2 separate regions of the Danio rerio genome follow, and region 2 is linked to region 1. Evidence: chromatin contacts called from public Hi-C data. All regions are on one chromosome and are shown on one strand. The core of a region is the stretch at or near the end of the contact, and the rest is flanking DNA. Distances in the headings are between cores, read along the strand shown. Region 1 holds the start of rspo2 (R-spondin 2). Region 2 holds the start of tmem74 (transmembrane protein 74).

The links. Hi-C and Micro-C count contacts between places; a contact is called where the count stands out from the background.
Region 2: a contact with region 1 is called in a Hi-C map of embryo, with 2.2 times the contacts expected there. The contact joins the promoter of tmem74 here to the promoter of rspo2 in region 1. A contact is called at or near these places in 4 of 18 Hi-C or Micro-C datasets (caudal fin, embryo, hematopoietic stem cells and 1 more) and 1 of 4 datasets of contacts at active chromatin or transcription factors (caudal fin).

What each region holds. Positions count from the first base shown.
Region 1 is chr16:42,956,676-42,961,156 of GRCz12tu, reverse strand. rspo2 (R-spondin 2) reads left to right here and starts at 2,193. Exons shown (of 5, transcript NM_001281990.1): 1 at 2,193-2,295. The coding sequence starts at 2,193. LOC141378296 (a long non-coding RNA gene) reads right to left here and starts at 3,190. Exons shown (of 3, transcript XR_012392436.1): 1 at 2,855-3,190; 2 at 1-2,275.
Region 2 is chr16:43,210,261-43,214,741 of GRCz12tu, reverse strand. It overlaps tmem74 (transmembrane protein 74), which reads left to right and starts at 1,937. Exons shown (of 3, transcript XM_073926487.1): 1 at 1,937-2,018; 2 at 2,122-2,209; 3 at 3,775-4,481. The coding sequence starts at 3,831. The region is part of intron 2 of trhra (thyrotropin-releasing hormone receptor a); the gene reads right to left.

The DNA of each region.
Region 1 (4,481 bases), core at 944-3,443:
GTATGTTCCCTAATAAATCCTTGTTTTCCAACTTGCAAATGCATTTTTACAAGAGGAGGCCTATATTTAGAGCAGGCTTTTCTGTAATATGAGATCATTATGGAGTCTTTCCCAAATGGAGAAGCTTTGGGGAATCACTTCAGGTGATTTTTATATTTAGGCAGTGCGCTTAAGTAAAGACCGAAAGGTGGTCTAGGGAGGAAAGCAACCTGATACGTCTTTAGTAATGAAGGCAGGTGAATAAATGTCTTCAGTAAGATGTTTGTAATGAGAAATGAAACTCTTTTGTGGTGTTCTGATAGAGACAAATAGCTGTCATATAATTAACATCGACTTTGTGAGAATTTCACTTTGATCTGAACATCAAAGGGGTCTGGAGGAGAGAGTGTCATCACTTAGAAATGACAAATGTTTTTTTTTCCTCTCTCTCTCTCGCACTTCTGAGGATCCTAACGTAAGGTCCGTGTGAAATATATCAAATGTTTATATTTGGACAGATGGACCATACCTAGGCTGTTGCATAACACCTGCTTGGTATACATCAGTACCTGAATCGGGTGCTGCACACCCTGACTAACTTGGAAGATTTCCAACTAATTAAAGCCAAAATATCAAGAGTGAGAACACATTTTGAGATGTAGATATATTGAGATTGAGAACATGGGTAAAAATGATATATAAATAAAAGATTAAGTGCCACACCTAGTGGTCAAGCTGGGTAAAACATTTCTTGGATTTCAAAGCAATTAATGTCCATTTTGGCAAAGAAGCTTCTTAAGGAGAATTGCCTTAGCAGTAATCCTTTTTCCATTTTAAATGGTCTAAAGATTTTTTTTTTAAATGATAATTTTAGAATCTCGTATTGAAATAATCTTGAAACTAGAAATGTGTTGTTTTTTTATGATAATATATCAAATAGTTGGCACTCTTAGATTTTGATTTTCTAAATGCCAATAAGCAGTTTCACATCATTACACCAGTGGGTCATATAAAATATGATTTTTACTTCTCTACATATGGTATTTTTAATTCTCAGTTCATTTTTGTTGATAAAACAAATAAACTATCGGTTTGGTTTTAGCAGATTTAAACAATTCCCAAAGCCTGGCCAAGCTGGTCCTCCAACGTAAAATAATCACTGAGAACTAGCAAAACCAGCTTAGACTATGTTTGTTTCTTCCAACTGAAGGAAGAAATTGAACTGGAGGTTGTTGTATAAATTACATTATGATTTATTATTTTTTTTATTAAGATAAATATTTCAGTTTATCCTTTGGATCAGAAAGTCACATTTAAACAATGTACTCATTAAAAATGTATTATTAAATCAATCCAATGCACTAGGACCCTGGGGAAGCTCATATGTGAGGTATAGATACAGTGGGAGAAATTCCATTTGTCATCTTCTAAAAGTTAAATAAGGAGGGGGGAGCAGCCCTCTCTCTGACCGAGGGGCTTCTGAAAGTGCTCCGAAAAGATCTTGGAGACTCCACGTGACAGCAGTGCCTATATAGCATCAGCACCAGTAGAGTGATACTCCATCACCAGCCGAGCACTGCAGCATATGCCACAGTTACACACACATCCTCAATGCACCTCAAGGCTTTATTCTAGAGTATTTGCAGACTGATGCGTCCATGTGTTTTCTGACTCTGTCTAGGAGACGAAAGGACTAAACTTTTTCCTGCGAGAGGGATGCTGGATGTTCCAAGTCTACTTTGGCATTCGGAAGGAACTTGATGTATAGGCTAAGTTTCTCTTTTTTGGAGTGGACTCGCGCAGGTATATTTCTTTGCTCCGCGCGTCTCGTTTGAGGGCATCCATCGCGTCCCGTGCGCTCTTGGAGATTCGAAGTTCTCTTGAATGAAATAGTTCACTCGCAAACACGTACATCCATTAAGCTGTGCTTGTTGGTCAAATAACCTTAAGTTTAAAGCTGTTTCACTTTTCACAGACACTTTTGGACGTTATAAAAGCGCGTTTCGCTCTCTAAAATGACATTAACCGGTGGCGAGAAATGGTGTTTTCTCTACCCTTCTAATGTGTGAGACAGCCGAGTCCGGACTCCTCAACTCCCCGTTCCTCTGTGGAAAAATATACATATTGAAAGCTCATATACGGACCCTGAAGGCTCGTGGCGAGTACCTTTGACGCTTTCTACCGTGAGTCGGGACATTCATACAGCCGCCCAGATGCAGTTTCGCCTGTTCTCATTTGCGCTGATTGTGTTGAACTGTGTGGACTACAGCCACTGTCAGACGCAGCAGTCCCACCGCTGGAGAAGAAACAAAAGAGGTGAGTGAACTGTACATGTGGCTTTGATAGATGCTTTATTAATTCACCAATTAGTCTTTTAGTTGACGCTTCTGTACGGACACTGATTTACGGTGCGCTTATGAGAGGGACAGATGACCCACCTGGTGCTGCTTCTCACAAAATTAGCATAACTGAAGTTACGCTTTTACAGTAGTTTCTGTCATTTTGGTTTTATGATGGAAGGGATGGGAACGCCACAGATTTAACGTTACAGTATAGTTTATTAAGTTGGAGATAGCCTAATCGTCAATTTTATAAGATGGTCGGTACTAGAGCTCATGGTTCAGTGATGTTCATGAATAATTTAATGTGTTCTTTTCGGCTATCCAACCCATCACAGGTCAACTTCTCCAAGTTTTAGACATCCACTGTTGCCAAAACGTTGAATCAATTCACCTTTACGTAAACGTTGAGGTGTTTTAAAACTTGTGTTCGACGACTGAATCAAAAGTTGTACATTTCTACATAAGTTAGCCTACCTGACCGGTTTTTAAATGTGTATTTGTAAAAATCACTATTTGCTATAACTTAACTTTACCGTTATAAAGTTTGCATCGGAAATCCTGACACTGCGAGTCCTGTGACAAATCAAAGATGATAATTATAAAGTTGCAAAAACGTGAAAAAACGTCTTTGTCTTTAAATGGGATCCTCGTGTGACGCCGATGATTTTGTTGTCAATTTCGCGCCTTCTGAAATGAGGATGTATTTAAAACTCACATTTACCTAACTTGAAATGAAATTTTGGTTCATTAACATTAAATTTCGCACAAGCTGTTTAAATACACCGCCCACAATAAAAACATCACATTTAAACGTTTAAGTAAGCTAGAGAAGTCCTGCTGTAACCATAGTAACAGTTAGCCGTTGGAGTGATTTCCATAAAACAATAGACACTACTTTTACTAAAGGTATGTAACAGTCTTTAAAACTATAAAACTGGTGTCAAACATTAAAATGTGAGGTATATATTTAATGTGAAATGTTCTAATTCAAAATCGATTAAGATAAAACGATTAGTAAGTTTAGTAAAATAAATGCGGTGTGCGATATTGTATCTTATATCTTGTCCAGAAAATAACTGACATGTTAAAAAGCCATTGAATAACTCTCACACTTTATTAAAACGTTTATTTTATGTTGTCAAATCTCATTATGTTGAGCTGAGTTGATTGGCATTAATTTGTAGGAGATTAGTGAAAACACTATGTATGAATAATCTTTAAGAATCTGGCAAAATCTCTAATACAGAGTTTATAACAGAACCGCACAGCACGGCACTGTCTGGTGGACAATTGATGAATAGTTGAGCTTTCCTTTCCCCCCTTTTCAAATTGCCTGACCCTCCTTTTGCCCTAAGCCGCTTTTAATTGATCTCACAGACAGACATTGATTAAGCTTTGAACAACTGGTGCAAGAATAACAATCCACACTTAAGCGCCACAGGGATTTAACCCATCAGCAAATATGAGGCTTCCATTGCTTAGCCAATGCATATGGACACAGGGGGGCTGGAAGTCAAACATTTCAAACTTATCCATCCCTCCCCTAAGCCTCAAACCCTTAAACATCAGTCATTGACTGCATGTGACAGAACAACCGCCTACATGGCTCTCAGTTGAACTTGAGCCCAAATAAAGACACTTGCTGACACCATGGCTGATATGCGTTCCTAAATCCACAGGGATGTAAATTGGGAGGCATTCATAGATTTAATCACATGCATGGCATGCCAGGGGAAACCTCTGCTCTGGCTGAGAGCTTCATGCATTGCCCATCTGCAAATAATCAGTCAGACACTGTAGGGAACTGGCACACACAAGTCTTTAGCCCAACTGTTTTTCTTCAAGATTTGCGATTTCATATACTACGTGATATAATTTTCTTAATAGGATCAAACCTGCTGGCAGAGGCAGGCTAGTTAAGCGTTTTCAGGGGGATTGAGGGGAATGAAGAAGTTTATCTGGAGGTGAGCGGGATCCTGTATGTGTAAATGGTGACGCACTTATAAAAGATGCCTTGGAGGCGCACTGAAGTGAATTTACAGGAGTTTGATCCCGCAGACAGAAAGGTGTATGCGTACGAGGCAGTTGTTTGTAAAAAAAAAAAAGCAGTGCCAAGAGTGACGTTTTGATGTGCTGCCAAGCTTTACATTTGCTCCGTTC
Region 2 (4,481 bases), core at 688-3,187, 250 kb before region 1:
AATATATAACAAGCATTAGACAAATGACAGCTTTCAGAATCTCTCCCAGTTCAGTGCTGTATTCGGCTAAAACTACGACTACAACTGACGACGCTGTGGATTGTGAGCCACAACCAGTATTTTAGGTACAACCAGGTATTTTTACTTGTTAAAATTGATCTATTACGTGCATATTTTCTAGTGTTAACGGTATGTTGTAGCGAGGACATAAACAAGGATGTAAACAATGGGAAATGCTGTTTGGCACTGATAACAATTTCGCTACAAATTCATATTTATCAGTCAAACTGCTGTAAACACACACAATCTTCAGCAGCACTGGAGTGTTTCTTTATGTGAAAATAAAAAGGGACATTGCACCTCATTTTCAGCTAAGTTAAAGGAAATGGCACTATAGTTAGCTAACATTTTCTTTCCCAAACACGCGTGTTAGATGCCTTTTACCAAACGTAAGTTAATGAACTGATTCTTTCACTATATTAGACTTTCACAATACAAAATTACAGACAACATGAGGGTGTGCTACTGATGACTGCATTGTTTTATCCCTCACCGCGTTACATAGGCTGAAGCAGGGCAGCCTCGCTTTCATGCTTAAAAATGGCGGCCGCGTGAACTAAGCGTATACAATCAGAGTAAAATAAATGAAAAAAATAACATGATTTTCTACAAATGAAGCATGGACACACATTGCCTTGCATCTTATAAACACAACCAAGCCTTAAAAATACACTGTGGACCATCCCTTTAAGAAGAATAACCAATAAAGTAACCAATAAAAGAAGGTTATTATTCAAATAGAAAATTCTGACTGAGGAAATTAGCTGGCCAGTTTGTTATTTGACTATAGGCTATAGTTTTTAATTTAGTTTGATTTTAAAACATTTTTTATTTTAAGTGTTGACAGATTCTTTTTTTGTTTTTTTTATGATGGATGATAGTAAATTAGCATTAAAAATAAGTCTTTTTTTATATTTCTAAAATTCTAAGCTCATTATTTTATATATAAAACTGTAATAACTTAGTTTAAATGCACATTTGTAAATAAATTTTTGAAAAAAAAATTGTATAAGCACTTTTACAAAAATGTTGGAAGTATTTTTGTAGCACCAAAAAGTGTGGAAATGATAACCACCCAACAAGTTAATCCAGCACAAATGACACTAATAGTCAGTATTTGAACCTTGAACAACTACATAAAGGTGGTTTTTAAGAACCACTCCTTTTAATAGGCAGGCTAGGGGCTTGCAAAATCATCATTAATTTAGTGCAGGTAGGCTATAATAAATCAGGCCAAGCTGGAAGTCGTATGTTTACAAGGTCATTTCGAAAAAACATGTGCTGGTATGAGCTGGTTGTGGAGATTAAATATAGATTATACAAACCTTCTTCAAACTGACCAGTAATCTTTCAAGCTCTGGAAGCACCGGAGAGCAGATGGTGTAAAATGGGTGTGGTTTAGCGCAGATTCTGCTCTTACTGGTTGTATTATGAAACTGTCTCCAAGCTATAGTTTCCAGTCATATGAAGAACAAAGAATACTTTTCACGTCGGAGAACTTCATTTCCCGTGGTTCAGATGCCATTTTAACCCTCATGAGATTTAGTTATCAACGCACGAGTGATGTACATCAGTGAGGCGTAGCTGAGAAGAATTGCAAACGTTACTATGGCAAAGATGTACTCATGAATATTCAAAAACCGGTTGCTCCACTATTGGAGCCTTGGATAGCAACGTCAGCCACGCCTCATTAAAATTCAATAAAAGAGACTTCGTTTAATGTTGAAATCTAAGCTACGTCAGGACAATTCTATTAATATTCACGCACAAACACTTCCCCATAGGAAGGAAAACGAGAGACGTCATCAGCACCTAGTGAATATTCATATTAAACCCTTTGCCATAGTAGAATTCGTAATTTCGCTATCAAGAGCTCAGTTCATCTTTAAAACGGAGCGTGGGAGGGAGAACGGCGGAGAGCAGCAGCCGGGAGGCCAAAATGTTCATCAAACGAAAAGGTATTAATCAAAAACAACTGCAAACAATGTGTGTTCCGTGCCTAAATATAGCGAGATGCTGAATGTGTGCTGTTTCTGCTGCTTTCTATACGGGATATTTTAGTACCTATTGATGAGTGCAACGATGCAGCCTGATGGACACGTGCCAAAACTACTGTAACGCCGTGTCTGTTATATACTCGTTTAAAACAGTAGGTTCTTTATATTCATGTGTTTATACAATCACTAGTATACGGTTTTGGCTGCTGCAGGTGATGGCTTTATTGTCTATTTTCGAGTTGACCGAATTTCAATTTGTTTTTATAAGCTACTGATGTTTGTTCTTGTGTTTTGGTTATTGATTTGATATGTATTGTGAATTTGAAAATGTATTAATGTTTGTAAACAACTTTGCATGACTTGGCAAATCATAAAAATAAGATTTTGCTTCTTGCAACATTTGTATGAAAAGTAGACTTATCTGTTCAGATAAAAATGTATCGAGATATCGATCTGTACTTTGAAGTGTAGTGTCTATATCCCCGTCGGCCGTTGAGTCTTGCGTTTTAAAGGGACTTATAGCTTATCTTGGGTTTTATACGGATTGCTTTGCTAATTGGATATTGAAGCGGTAGGGCTAATCAGTAACTTTAATCGTCTTTCATTAAAGAGGCAAGGATTTTGTTCAAATACAGCTTTGCTAACCCATTGTAGTCCACATAAATGGGTTACAGCAGTAAATAGTACGCATGAGTCACAGTTGAGCCTGAAATCGGGACACGTGCATTAACGTTACACTAGACTGACCTACAAAGACAAAATCCAGTTAAACTTTCTATAAATGAAATAAATAAATATAGTCTTTTCCAGTGATCCTTCCAGCGGCTGGAAGGGCATACTCTGCGTAAAACATATGCTGTAATAGTTGGTGGTTCATTCCGCCGTGGCGACCCCTAATAAATAAGGAACTAAGCCGAAGGACATTAAATGAATGAATATAGTCAACACTTGGTTAGAGTCAAATCGAGTGTCTTATGGTCTGGTAGATTGGTTTATCTCAACTATGTCAAGATTTAAAGGATATAAGAAAAATTTGAACGCTGATATTTTATAGAAACGTTGTATTTATTTATAGTTATATTATAGTAACAGTAACAGCTGGGTTACAGAAATAAAACTCAAACTTTTTTTGGTTAAAATGAACTGATAAATCTTTTAAAGCAGACTTATGTAGTGTAAGGTTGTTAATTGACAATATATGGTTTTGCTCAACCCATATGTTTGCATTAATTTTAATTTAAGCTTGCATGACTAAACCTATTAAGGTCTTTACGCTATTCTTATCCCAATTTTTTAACATTTTGCCTGCAAATCAGTTTTTATTGTTGTGATCCTCATGGTAGCTGGTTAGTGTGTTTGAAGCTTTATAATGGTTTAACAAAAATATTTCCAGAACCAGCAGTGGACAGGCACTAAGGCACTGCTACAAAGCTTTTTTTAATCTAATAGACATCTAAACATAGTAATCTTGGCTAAAACAAGGCTAAATTTGGGCTGTGAGTGAAAAATCTAATAGAAGTCTAAGAATAGGCCAAAACTAGACTAGTCTTTAAATAAACAGAAATACATAACCACATATATAGTCTGTCTAATCTGTCTATTTGACGACTAGTCTAGTATTGGGCTATTCTAAGATGTTTATTAGATTACTACAATATAGATGCTCTATTTTCTGTGTTTTCTTTCTTTTCTAAATTATTGTAATATGTCCTTTTAGGTTTAGTTTGGATTTCTTAATGCGGCAGGAAATCAAAACTGGTGGGAGTGGATCTGATGGCCTCGGTGGAGTTGCTCTACATAGATAATAGAGGGGGAAGACCCGATCCCCCTGGGGTACTGGACTGGTCTTCTAGCCCTCTTCACGTTCACAGGCTAAGCAGTTCAGTGGAAGAAGCTTCTCCCACTCTGAAGGCGCCTGCATGTGAGGGACAATGTAATTCAGCACCAAGGACGGCTCCCCTCAAAGGACAACATGGCCAGCACCGGCATCAGCCTGCAGAGAAGGTCAGGGTGTGTTGTGATGAGGAACTAGAAACCTCATTCACGTACATAGATGAAAATGTCAATCTCCGGTTGGCCACCCCAGACACAAGTGAGAAAAGTGCTCGCCATGTGGCTTCACTACACGACTCCTCAAGCGAAATCCATCCAATGGGACTCCAGGAGTTGTCGTTGATGTCTGACATTGACCTCAGCTCGGAGAGTTCGGGGAAATCTGTGGATTACGGATTCATCAGTGCAGTCACGTTCCTCATCACTGGGATCTCTCTGGTGATCATATCGTACACAGTCCCTCGTGATGTTAGAGTGAACCCTGACAACGTCTCTGCACGTGAAATGGAAAGACTCGAAAATGAGAGCGCCAGGATAGGTGCACACTTGGACAGGTGTGTTATTGCCGGCCTTTGCCTTCTCACATTGGGC